3 separate regions of the Sus scrofa genome follow, and all the other regions are linked to region 2. A link is a contact called in public HiChIP or PLAC-seq data. All regions are on one chromosome and are shown on one strand. Each heading gives the region's core, a stretch centred on a gene start, on an enhancer-like site or on the middle of the called end of the contact. The rest is flanking DNA. Distances are from core to core; before and after follow the strand shown.

The links. HiChIP or PLAC-seq counts read pairs in DNA pulled down with a chosen protein or histone mark.
Region 1: a contact with region 2 is called in an H3K27ac HiChIP or PLAC-seq map of skeletal muscle. The contact joins two enhancer-like sites. A contact is called at or near these places in 2 of 2 datasets of contacts at active chromatin or transcription factors (alveolar macrophages and skeletal muscle).
Region 3: an H3K27ac HiChIP or PLAC-seq map of skeletal muscle shows a contact between it and region 2. The contact joins two enhancer-like sites. A contact is called at or near these places in 1 of 47 Hi-C or Micro-C datasets (embryonic fibroblasts) and 1 of 2 datasets of contacts at active chromatin or transcription factors (skeletal muscle).

The regions. Positions count from the first base shown.
Region 1 is chr3:114,988,882-114,991,991 of Sscrofa11.1, reverse strand. No RefSeq gene overlaps it. Among named protein-coding and RNA genes, the nearest start is that of KLHL29, 53 kb to the right of the region's middle. Within about 2 kb of position 1,806, at least 4 of the 83 cell types and tissues checked have an H3K27ac peak or open chromatin away from gene starts, as enhancers often do. A contact at or near this core is called in skeletal muscle, where this site is marked.
Region 2 is chr3:115,138,213-115,141,246 of Sscrofa11.1, reverse strand. No RefSeq gene overlaps it. Among named protein-coding and RNA genes, the nearest start is that of KLHL29, 200 kb to the right of the region's middle. Within about 2 kb of position 1,501, at least 6 of the 83 cell types and tissues checked have an H3K27ac peak or open chromatin away from gene starts, as enhancers often do. A contact at or near this core is called in skeletal muscle, where this site is marked.
Region 3 is chr3:114,970,245-114,973,433 of Sscrofa11.1, reverse strand. No RefSeq gene overlaps it. Among named protein-coding and RNA genes, the nearest start is that of KLHL29, 34 kb to the right of the region's middle. Within about 2 kb of position 1,438, at least 4 of the 83 cell types and tissues checked have an H3K27ac peak or open chromatin away from gene starts, as enhancers often do. A contact at or near this core is called in skeletal muscle, where this site is marked.

The DNA.
Region 1 (3,110 bases), core at 557-3,056, 150 kb after region 2:
TCAGCTGGAGTAAGAAAATGGGAATGGACAGGCTCTGTTGGTTGTTCCTCTGGCGGAAGCCTCTTGATCAAACCCAGACAGGCATCAGGAAATTCTTTAAATCAAAAAACCACACAAGTCAAATAAAAGCTCCAAGCACTAACTGCTCCCCTCTTCTCACCGACTTTAATTCAGAAGAAAATTCTCTTTGCTGCCATCCAGGCGCCTCTCTATCTCATCATAATTGAAAGGAGAAGAATATGCCAGAGCCGTGGTCTCAGCCACTCCTCAGCTTCAAAGGGGGCCCTTGGACCGTGTTAGTTCTGGCAGGTCACTGTGCACAACATCAGAACTGTGCTGGTCCCGGAGATCCGAGGCAGGCCCGCCCTGGGCCGGAGACCTCTCCAGACCCTCCTACCTGCCTCGACCCTTTAAATGTAAGCTGCGGCTTAGGGGCCTGTTTGAAAAGACCAGCGGGCCCCAGGTAGGGAGCCTCAGCCTAGCAGGCCTGCTCTGGGTCCTTCTCCCCAGCTGTTCCCGCGAGTCTAACGATGAAATTAGATGGCAGGCCGATGGTTTACCAGTGGTAGCTGGCAGCCCAAAGCCCAGAGTGGGGCAGGCTTCAGTGCTACTCGAAAGACAGTGATGCTTCAACCGCTCCAGGGTTGGAAGCAGAGCGAGCACCGCTCCCCTGGAGAGGCAGCCTCCTCCCACATTTGCCCTCCGTGGGGGGGGGAAGGGAGAAAATCTTCATCTGGAAAACATCGGCCCTGCCCGGTGGTGGTCGCGCTGCTAACGTACGTCTCGGAAGTGATTTAACAGACGCGGGTTTAATTTCTTCGGAGGAACATCTGAACTGTCAGGGCGAATCCTACCCCACCAAGCCTTGGACAACACTGCAACCCCAAACTGGCAGTGCTGGAGGGAGTCTTCAGGCACGGAGGCTGGGGGATGACTGGGGGGGGACAGAGAAAGTCCGGGGCGCTAGCACGTGGTGTGGAAAATTATCCTTGACCTCAAACCGAGATGACGTGCAAGCGCAGATTGACTCCGGACCCCACCGCAGGGTGTGGCCGGCAGGGGGCGCAGGGGAGCAGGGCGAGGCCAGAGGTCCTCGGGGAGGCACAGCCCACCGGTGGATGGGCTCCTTTGGCCTCACCTGCGAGAGACTGATCCGAGAAACAGGGCGCTTAAAGGTCAGGGCGTTTCTTCCAAGCTCTCAGCAACATGGCAGCTGAGACGGTATAAGAAAGGAGATAGATGACAGGAGGCGGAATCCGTTACTGAAAGATTCTTGGAGTCTGGCGATAGCTGCAGCTCACTGCTAACCGGGAGATTTATGTGACAAGATTATCAATGGTATTAAGCACATTTAGAAGAGAGGATTATACATACTTCTGGGTCAGTTCCCTGCCACCAGGTCCCGGTCTGGCCAGCATGTTAACAGACGGACTGCCGGCTGCAGGAAAGGGGACGTAAATATTTGCGCAGTCGCAGGAAGGGTCAGGGAAGGAGTTTAATGCTGGGCAGTTTGTTCAAAGCCAAGGGCTTGGGGGTCTCTGTCAGCTCGGGGGAAAGCTCCATGTCCACCTCCTCCTTTCTTCTCCCCCCTCCACACCCACACCCCTGGTGGCCTCCCCAGATCCATGGTCCAGGGAACCCTCTCACCAAGAGGAGGGACCACTGGAAGCAGGAGGCCTGGAGGGGTGCAAGAAGGTGACCGTGCACAGCCCAGCGACCACCTTCTGGCAGTGAACTTGAATGCACTAGCAGACTCCTCTCGGGAGGAGGAGTAGCTCTTTACTTGCTCTGCCATGGGAGAGAGTTTAAAATTAGACCACGCAAAGCTCCGGAGAATGTGCTCTTGGGAGCGGTGGCCTTTCAGAGGGTGGCTGTGATGTAGCTTGATGGGTTCCTCCCATCACCGATGCTTAAGCCCAGCTGGGAGCCAGGACTGCGCGGGATGAGAGCATGTGGCCAGCCTCTGGGACGGCTTCCCTGTCTACGGATGTCCCCCAGCCCTTTCTGCCCCGTCTCACGATTGTCCAGTAACCCTTGAAGTTGTCAGCAGAGCGTCAGTGGAATCTGACCTCAGAAAATGTTACCTCTGTAACACTGTGCTGAAGTACACAGAATCGTAAGATGCACCGTTTTCAAGTGCCCGCAATTCTGCAGCATTTAGGATAGTGGCGAGCTTTGGGGACCACCATCGATATCCAGTTCCAAAACATTTTCATCCCCCTGGAAAGAAACCCAGATCCGCTCAGCCACCACTCCCCATCCCTTGCTCCCTGAACTCATCACTTTTTTAAAGTAGGGGTAATAGGATGGTCGGAAGCCGAGGAGGGAGGAGGAAGGGTCCTTACGCTTGGGTGACCCTCCCCTCCCGGGAGGCCACAGGCACCACTGCCTTAGCCCACGTGGCACCGCATGTCAGTGATTTAAACTCTCTCCTGCCCCCTTGGGCCTGCCAGCGTCTTGCTTTTCTCTGTGACCTGGCGCCTGGCATAGCAGCTGGTACATAGCAGGCCTCAGAACATTTGTTGGACGGAAGGATATAAAAACCAGTAATTCAGTAGCCAATATGCTGCTTTTTATTGTTTAGGGACATAACTCTTTGTCCTCGAGTTGTCAGACTTTTGAACCCTGCACAGAAAGAAGCAAAACCCAGCATAGGAAGAAAAGGCCCTTCATGTCGCTCCTTTTAATTAGATGCCCTGTTAAATTGCAGCAATTTTGCACCGTGGCTCCTGCTCAGCGTGTCTAGGAGCTCTGAAGAAGCTCTTAACCAAGGAAGCCAGGAGTTCATTTTATTCTTTTTTTTTTTTTTTTTTTTCGTATTTTCTTTCCAAGGCCAATTTCCTTTTTTTAGACATCTTGCTTTTTGCCTGTGCCATGCGTTGAGATTTGTATATATAACAATGCTTCTTTCACAAAGGAGGTTCATGCGGTGCAGTGGAATCCCCAGGGCCCCCCACTAATCACTTTTGAGTAAGACTTGGAGAATCAATTATTTTGCCTCCTAGGCTGAAGAAATGCACTGTTCTCTCGCCCTCTTACATGCAAAGAGAAGCCACCGGGAGAGCTCCGCTCTGGCCCCCTCCTCTGCAGCCTCCCCAGGCCGCCGTGTC
Region 2 (3,034 bases), core at 252-2,751:
ACAAAACACAGTTTGTATCTATTTTTTGAAGCTGATGCATATAATTAAGTTTTCAATTATATTTTAAATAGATGTTGGTCTCAGAACCAAAATGTCGTGTTTTATTTGTCAACAAATCCGTCTTTCCTTGCACGACTCATTTGAAAGAAATGAAATGTTGTGTATAACCTGTTAAATGAGAAAACGTTGAAATGTGTCCTTACATATAGTGAACATTATTAAAAATTGTCTTTTAATGCTCATTTAATATAATCTTTGAATAATATACCCTTATAAAATATTTAACTAAAAGTCTTTTTTTACCATAAGCCATGCAAAAATGATAAAATGATTTTTTTTTTAAATTGTAGGGGGTTTGTGAAATTATAGATAACCGTGCATGGAGTTCATTAGTCAAAAACGGGATTAGAAATGCCCATCCAAAGACACAAAACTCAGGAGCTCGCAGTAGTGAGTAGGATCGGGGGAAGAGGGGCAAGCAGCGGAGGCGAGGATGGAAAGGGCCCAGCCCCACTGGACCGGAGCGGGCAGCTTCCGCTCGTGCTCTGGCACATACCCCTCTCACTTCTCACCCACCAGTGACCGTCCCTACAGCGGATGCCAAAAGCTGGTCAGAGGGGAGGGCCCTTATCTTTATCTTTCGATTCCTGAAATCAAGTCATAATGGAAAGGACATCCTTCAAAGATCGAAACCCCAAGTGGGCAGCAAGACTCAACCCTGTCCTGCAGCCGCTGATGAAATGTGCATCTTCCAAACAGCAGCCCTGAAAGGTGTGTCCCGAGGCTCATCCCCAGCTAAGCTGCTTTGCTGGCCGGCCTCAGATTAGACTGGGCGGACAGGGTGCAGGGGGTGTCGTTCCCGAGAACTGGCTGTCACATGACTGGGCAGGAGGCTGGCGGGAGGCAGCATTTCATCCCCTGTGCCACTTGTGAGAGCGCGAAGGGCCCTGGGGCGCTTGCCATCCAGGCCAGTTCTCTTTCTGCGTAGGAGACACATCAAGGCCAGAGATGGGAGGAGGCCTGCGCACTGCCTCCTGGAGGCCGGCGAGGATCCCTTGTGTGCATCCTCCCAGGGCATCTTCAGGTCTAGTTCAAGAGCGTGTGCCATTTAAAAGGTCCTAATCACAGGGTGAGTGCGCCTTTGCCACGCCCTGGGAGATGGCATCGGGGACATGGGAAGGGCTCTCTTGCGGGACAGCACAGGCTCTGGGAGGCATCACCCACTGAGGAGGGGGCATGTGCTCAGGGCAGAGGGCTGCCTCCAGCAATAGCAGAAACCATTCTACTATGGACCAGGCTCTGGAGGTATTTTGTGACCCATCCTGCGGGAACATTTATTTGTATCTATTCCAGTTGGTTGACCTGCCACAGCCCATCTTTAAATGTATCAATCCAAGGTACTATTATTTATAGAATCATTGACTCACAAGCTCCCTCAGGGCTCCCCTGCCAGGTGCCTTCCTGGCCGCTGCCGGTCTCCTCCAGGGGCAGGAGCACGCTGCCCACATGGCTGTCCATTCCTCCAGGCACAGCCCGGCTGAGCGAAGGCCCTGCTCCGCTAGCCCGCTCCCTCCGGCTCCAGTTCTTCCTGCCTCTTGGGATCACCCAGAGTGTGCCCGGCCCGCCCACCACGGGACATGTGCAGATGGTGACCAGACCCTCCCCAAGGCTGCAGATAAACGCCAAGGCAGCAATAACGGCTCCTTCCCCTGCTCTTCACACAAGACCGTTCACACCTTCTTAGCATCTCAGTCACGCATCTCTAAATGGGCTGCAGTTTGTCCACATCCCATGGAAAGCACGGCCCGAGAAGCAAATGCAGCGCTTGGAGGGATGACCAGGCAGCAGAGGGCAGGGTTGCCAGCTCTGCAAGCCAAGATCTCATTGAGCAGCTGGGCCCGGTCACAGCTGACAGCATTTCTGGAAGCTTCTATGTTCTAGTGGGGGCCATGCAGTTTGGCATGAGGGTGAGGTATGCAGGAAGGGCCGTGGAATTTTGCCTCTAAAAGGACCACATGTGTCGTTCAGAAAGAACATTTCTCTCCCAGGCCTTTTTCTGTTCTACGGAAAAGTGCTGTCACTCTTGTAGAGAGTGATATGAACTTGAGATGCTCAGTGGTTTACGTAATGATACTGAGGCCTCTTGACCTGGCTTCTCATGGGCCAGGTGACCCGCAGAGGCACCTCTGAATGTCCCTCCTCTCTTTTCCAACAACCTGATTGGAGCTCAGGGCCCTCCGAAATGTCACCCAAAAAGTGCCAGCCAATGACACGGTGGGATAATTGTGCAAGGGCCTTTTCTGAGAAGGACAGTAAGTCCAGTTGATTCTCAGCTGAACATTTCTACAGCATTCTTCCGTATTTACACCAAAACGGAGATGAACTTCACAATGTGGCATTATCCCAGGAAACGAGTGAATCGGTCCAAAATCACTCTTGACTAAATGACGTCTTTAACCCAAGTTGCCAGCAAAGCCTACCGCAGTGGGCAGCCCGGCGAATGAAGTGTCCTGATGAAAAATTGATACGGGTGGAAATAACATTTTTACACATGCTAGGTATTCACGGTAACTTTGAGGTCTGTGTGAGACGCAGAGGGTGGCGTGTTCCATGTGTCTACACACGCGTTTGTTAGTTTGTAACCTTCAGCCTCGGTGTTCCACCGTCACAGCACAATTGCAGCCCTTCAGCGCCTGCAGACAGTCCTGTTACAGGGGCTTTGCGGAGAGATGGCTTATGCGGTCAGGCATTTTGGTGTCACACTCAGCTGGCCAGACATAGTCATTTGGGGTTCTGGTATTGACTAATTTGGGTAATTCACCTACTGGGAAATATTTAAAGATAAAAATGTAAAAGCCTGTTGGTTCATGAGCCAGGGCCTCGATGTCAGCTCTGTGACATATTTTTAAACACTGAAAGCTGTTCTGAAGGAATATCCTGGCATATTGTGGTTATGGAAAACGGTCCTGGGAGCCCAGCAGCTGTCCGTCTGCCCAGCTTCCTGTGCTCATGGAGGTTCCCATCCAGGCAGCTA
Region 3 (3,189 bases), core at 189-2,688, 170 kb after region 2:
ACTAGCTAAGAATAACAGCAGCCACGACAGCCATCATTCCTGCCTGCTTGTGGCATATCTGAGCACTCTGCGTCATCTCATTGAAGTCTCACAGCAACCCTGTAAGTCCTCTTATTCCCACTTCACAGATCATAAAACTAAGGCCTGGGGACAGAAATCTGTGGTTAGGTAATATTCAGACTCTTTGGAATTTAAATCTGGATGTGTCTAACCTCCAATGACCTCCAAGTCTGGGCTCCAGACCCCTCCCCTGTACTGTACCAACCCCATAAATATTCACGTGCTCGAAAACTAGACCAAAAAAAGCACCATTAAAAAGGGAGACGAGCTTGTAAACGCCTGCAAGGGCTATTGAGAGGCTCAGCAAGCGGGGATGCAAGACTGGCTAGGCTGCTAAAATTCGCACACATTTTAAATGGGCTTTGGTTGGGAGGAAAGCATCCTTGATAGAAAAATGTCTGAGTTCAGTAATTTCACTCTGGGTGTGTGAATTTAGATTAATAATTTGCTAATGGCAGTTAAATGAGATGAAGTAATTTACGTGGCTATAAGGGAGCAAAGTTCCACACTGGAACAGGCATATAATTTCAAGCCTCTGCTTTCCACAGGGAAGCACTGGCGGGTCTGGGGTCTTATTAAACCATGCTGTGTTTGTCAGTGACACCCTCAGATAAGGGCAAACCCTTTAGGGAACCAGCTCAGTCCCTGGGGCGGTTGCAGGGGGGTGGGATTTAGGATGGAGCCAGGCTCTAGGAGAGCTAAGCTGTCTTCCCCATCTCACTGCCATCTCCTTCCAGCTTCTACAGTCTGGAATAAGAACAAATTCCTTTAGGCAAAACCACCGGGGCTGAGATGCCCAGTAAAAAACATGAGTGCAACTCTGCCTTAGTCAGTTCTGGTTTCTATAACAAATATACCCTGGACCAAGTGGCTTATAAACAAGAGATGTTTATCTCTCACAGTTCTGGGAACTGAAAGTCCAAGATCAAGGTGCCAGCTTGGCTGAGGTTGGATGAGGGCTGTCTTCCAGCTTCCAGACTGTCCACCTTTTATTGTGCCTTCTCACGGCAGAGAGAGGGCTAGAGTGCTCTCTCGGTTCACTTTAATGAGGGCACTAACCCCATGCATGAGGGCCCCACCCTCATAACCCAATTACCTCCCCAAAGCCCCACCTCCTAATAGCATCACATGGTGGGTTAGGATTTCAACATATGAATGTGGGTCCGTAACAACCCACCCACTGAAAAAGGCATCTCTGGCTTTCAGGGTCTCAGGCTAGCCCCCCACTCTGCCCAGTTGGTCTTGTCTGATGACTTTTTCATGTTGTCTTCAGGGATTTCCACCCCAAATCCTAGCACGCCATTTGTTTACGCTCTGATCTCTTATGGGCCACACCAGAAACACCCGAGCCTCCCCGGTGTGGGACATACAAGGGGCTCAGATGACAGCTACTGCTTCAGTGTCACCCAGAGAAGAAAGCCCTGGAGGCTCTGGGTCCAGAGGAGGGTAAATGGCCAGGCTGAGGTGGGGGGGACAGAGCCCGTGGCCATGGCATCACTGCCCTAGAGACACCCACTCACACAGGGGCCAGGGGGCAACAGCAAGTGTTCCCGAGGGTGTCCATGGTCCCCAGAACCTTTGACAGGCACCGGCTGTCCACTCCCTAGGGCCCCTCTGGACCATGCCTGGTTTCCGCAGGATTTGGAGACAACCGGAAGGCAGGACCTCTTCCCCCTGTCAAATAAGGGGCTTAGCGTGCTGGACAGTTGGATGTGACACCATCCCTGTGCCTCCCAGAGCATCTCCTGAGTCATCTGCCCATCCTCCCACCACAGGCCTGTCCAGGGCAGGCGTGTTGAGTTACCCTTTCTCCTTGGGCTTTTCTTAGTAACAGCGCTGGCTACAGAGGCCGCGCAGGGCCCTCCTGGAGACATTCTGTCCTGGTCAGTCCCAAGGCTGACCCTGAGTCAGCGTGACCACCCCACCCGGGGGAGCCTTCTCCCCACCTGCCCAGGGTCCTGGGTGAGGTCAGTGGAGCATCTTTGGCAAGCCACAGGGGTCAGGAAGGCCACAGCCATGGGCTATAAGCCAGGGACTGTCCCTCCCAACCAAGGGACAGCTCCAGGCAACTGTTCTAAGACAAGATGCTTGTTCAGGAGTTCCTGTCATGGCTCGGGGGTAACAAACCCAACTAGTATCCACAAGGATGCAGGTTGATCCCTGGCCTTGTTCGGTGGGTTAAGGATCTGGTGTTGCCGTGAGCTGCGGTATAGGTCGCAGACACGGCTCAGATCCCATGTTGCTGTAGCTGTGATGTAGGCCAGCAGCTGTCACTCTGATTTGACCCCTAGCCTGGGAACTGCCATATGCCACAGGTGCAGCCCTAAAAAGGAAAAAAAAAAAATGCTTTAATTAAAAAAATAAAAGATGCTTGTTTAAACTTGGGTCCTTTCTCCAGAGGGTCTGATTTCTGGAGGAGGGTGGGACTGGATCTCAGGAGCTATCTCAGCCCGGCCCTTGGGGACAGCACCCCACTAACTGAGCAAGATCAGAACGTGGGAAGGTCTGCCGTCCTGGGCCAGCTTGAAGTGGCCAGCCATCCTGCAGCTCATAGACCCCTGATTTCTCAGGAAACAACGTCACAACACTTGCCAATGGGCAAATGAGACACTGAATTTGGACATCCGCCCTCTGTGCTCCACTGGGTACTGGGCAATCGGGGGTGAGGTGGTGGGTCAGGATGGCACCTCATCTCAGGGTAGGACAATGTCAGGGCAGTGATTCCCTCACCAGGGATGGGGGGGAAGAGAAGCAAGGATTTAAGAAAGCAGGTCAAGGGTCAGAAGTCAAGTTGGATGGGATCTTAGAACCTAGAACCTGGAGAACGTCCCCCCCACCCCACTCCCCACGGGAGTCCTGGTGCCTGCTGTATACATCTGGGGGTGATTTGGGCCCAAAAAGGCAGGCAGAAGTGGGCCTCAACCCACAAGCTCCATTCATCCCTCGGGGTTAGCTGGACTCCCACCCTCAACGGGCAGTCAAGGAGCTTCCTGGGTCAGGAGTCGTGGCTGGGATGGAGGGATCAGGACAGGTGTGCATGCCCCCAAAGACCCAGCCTGGCCCTACGCTGTTGGCATCTCGGGAGACCTCTGGCTGGCCCTGAACTCTTGTGTCTCAGGACGAAAATCT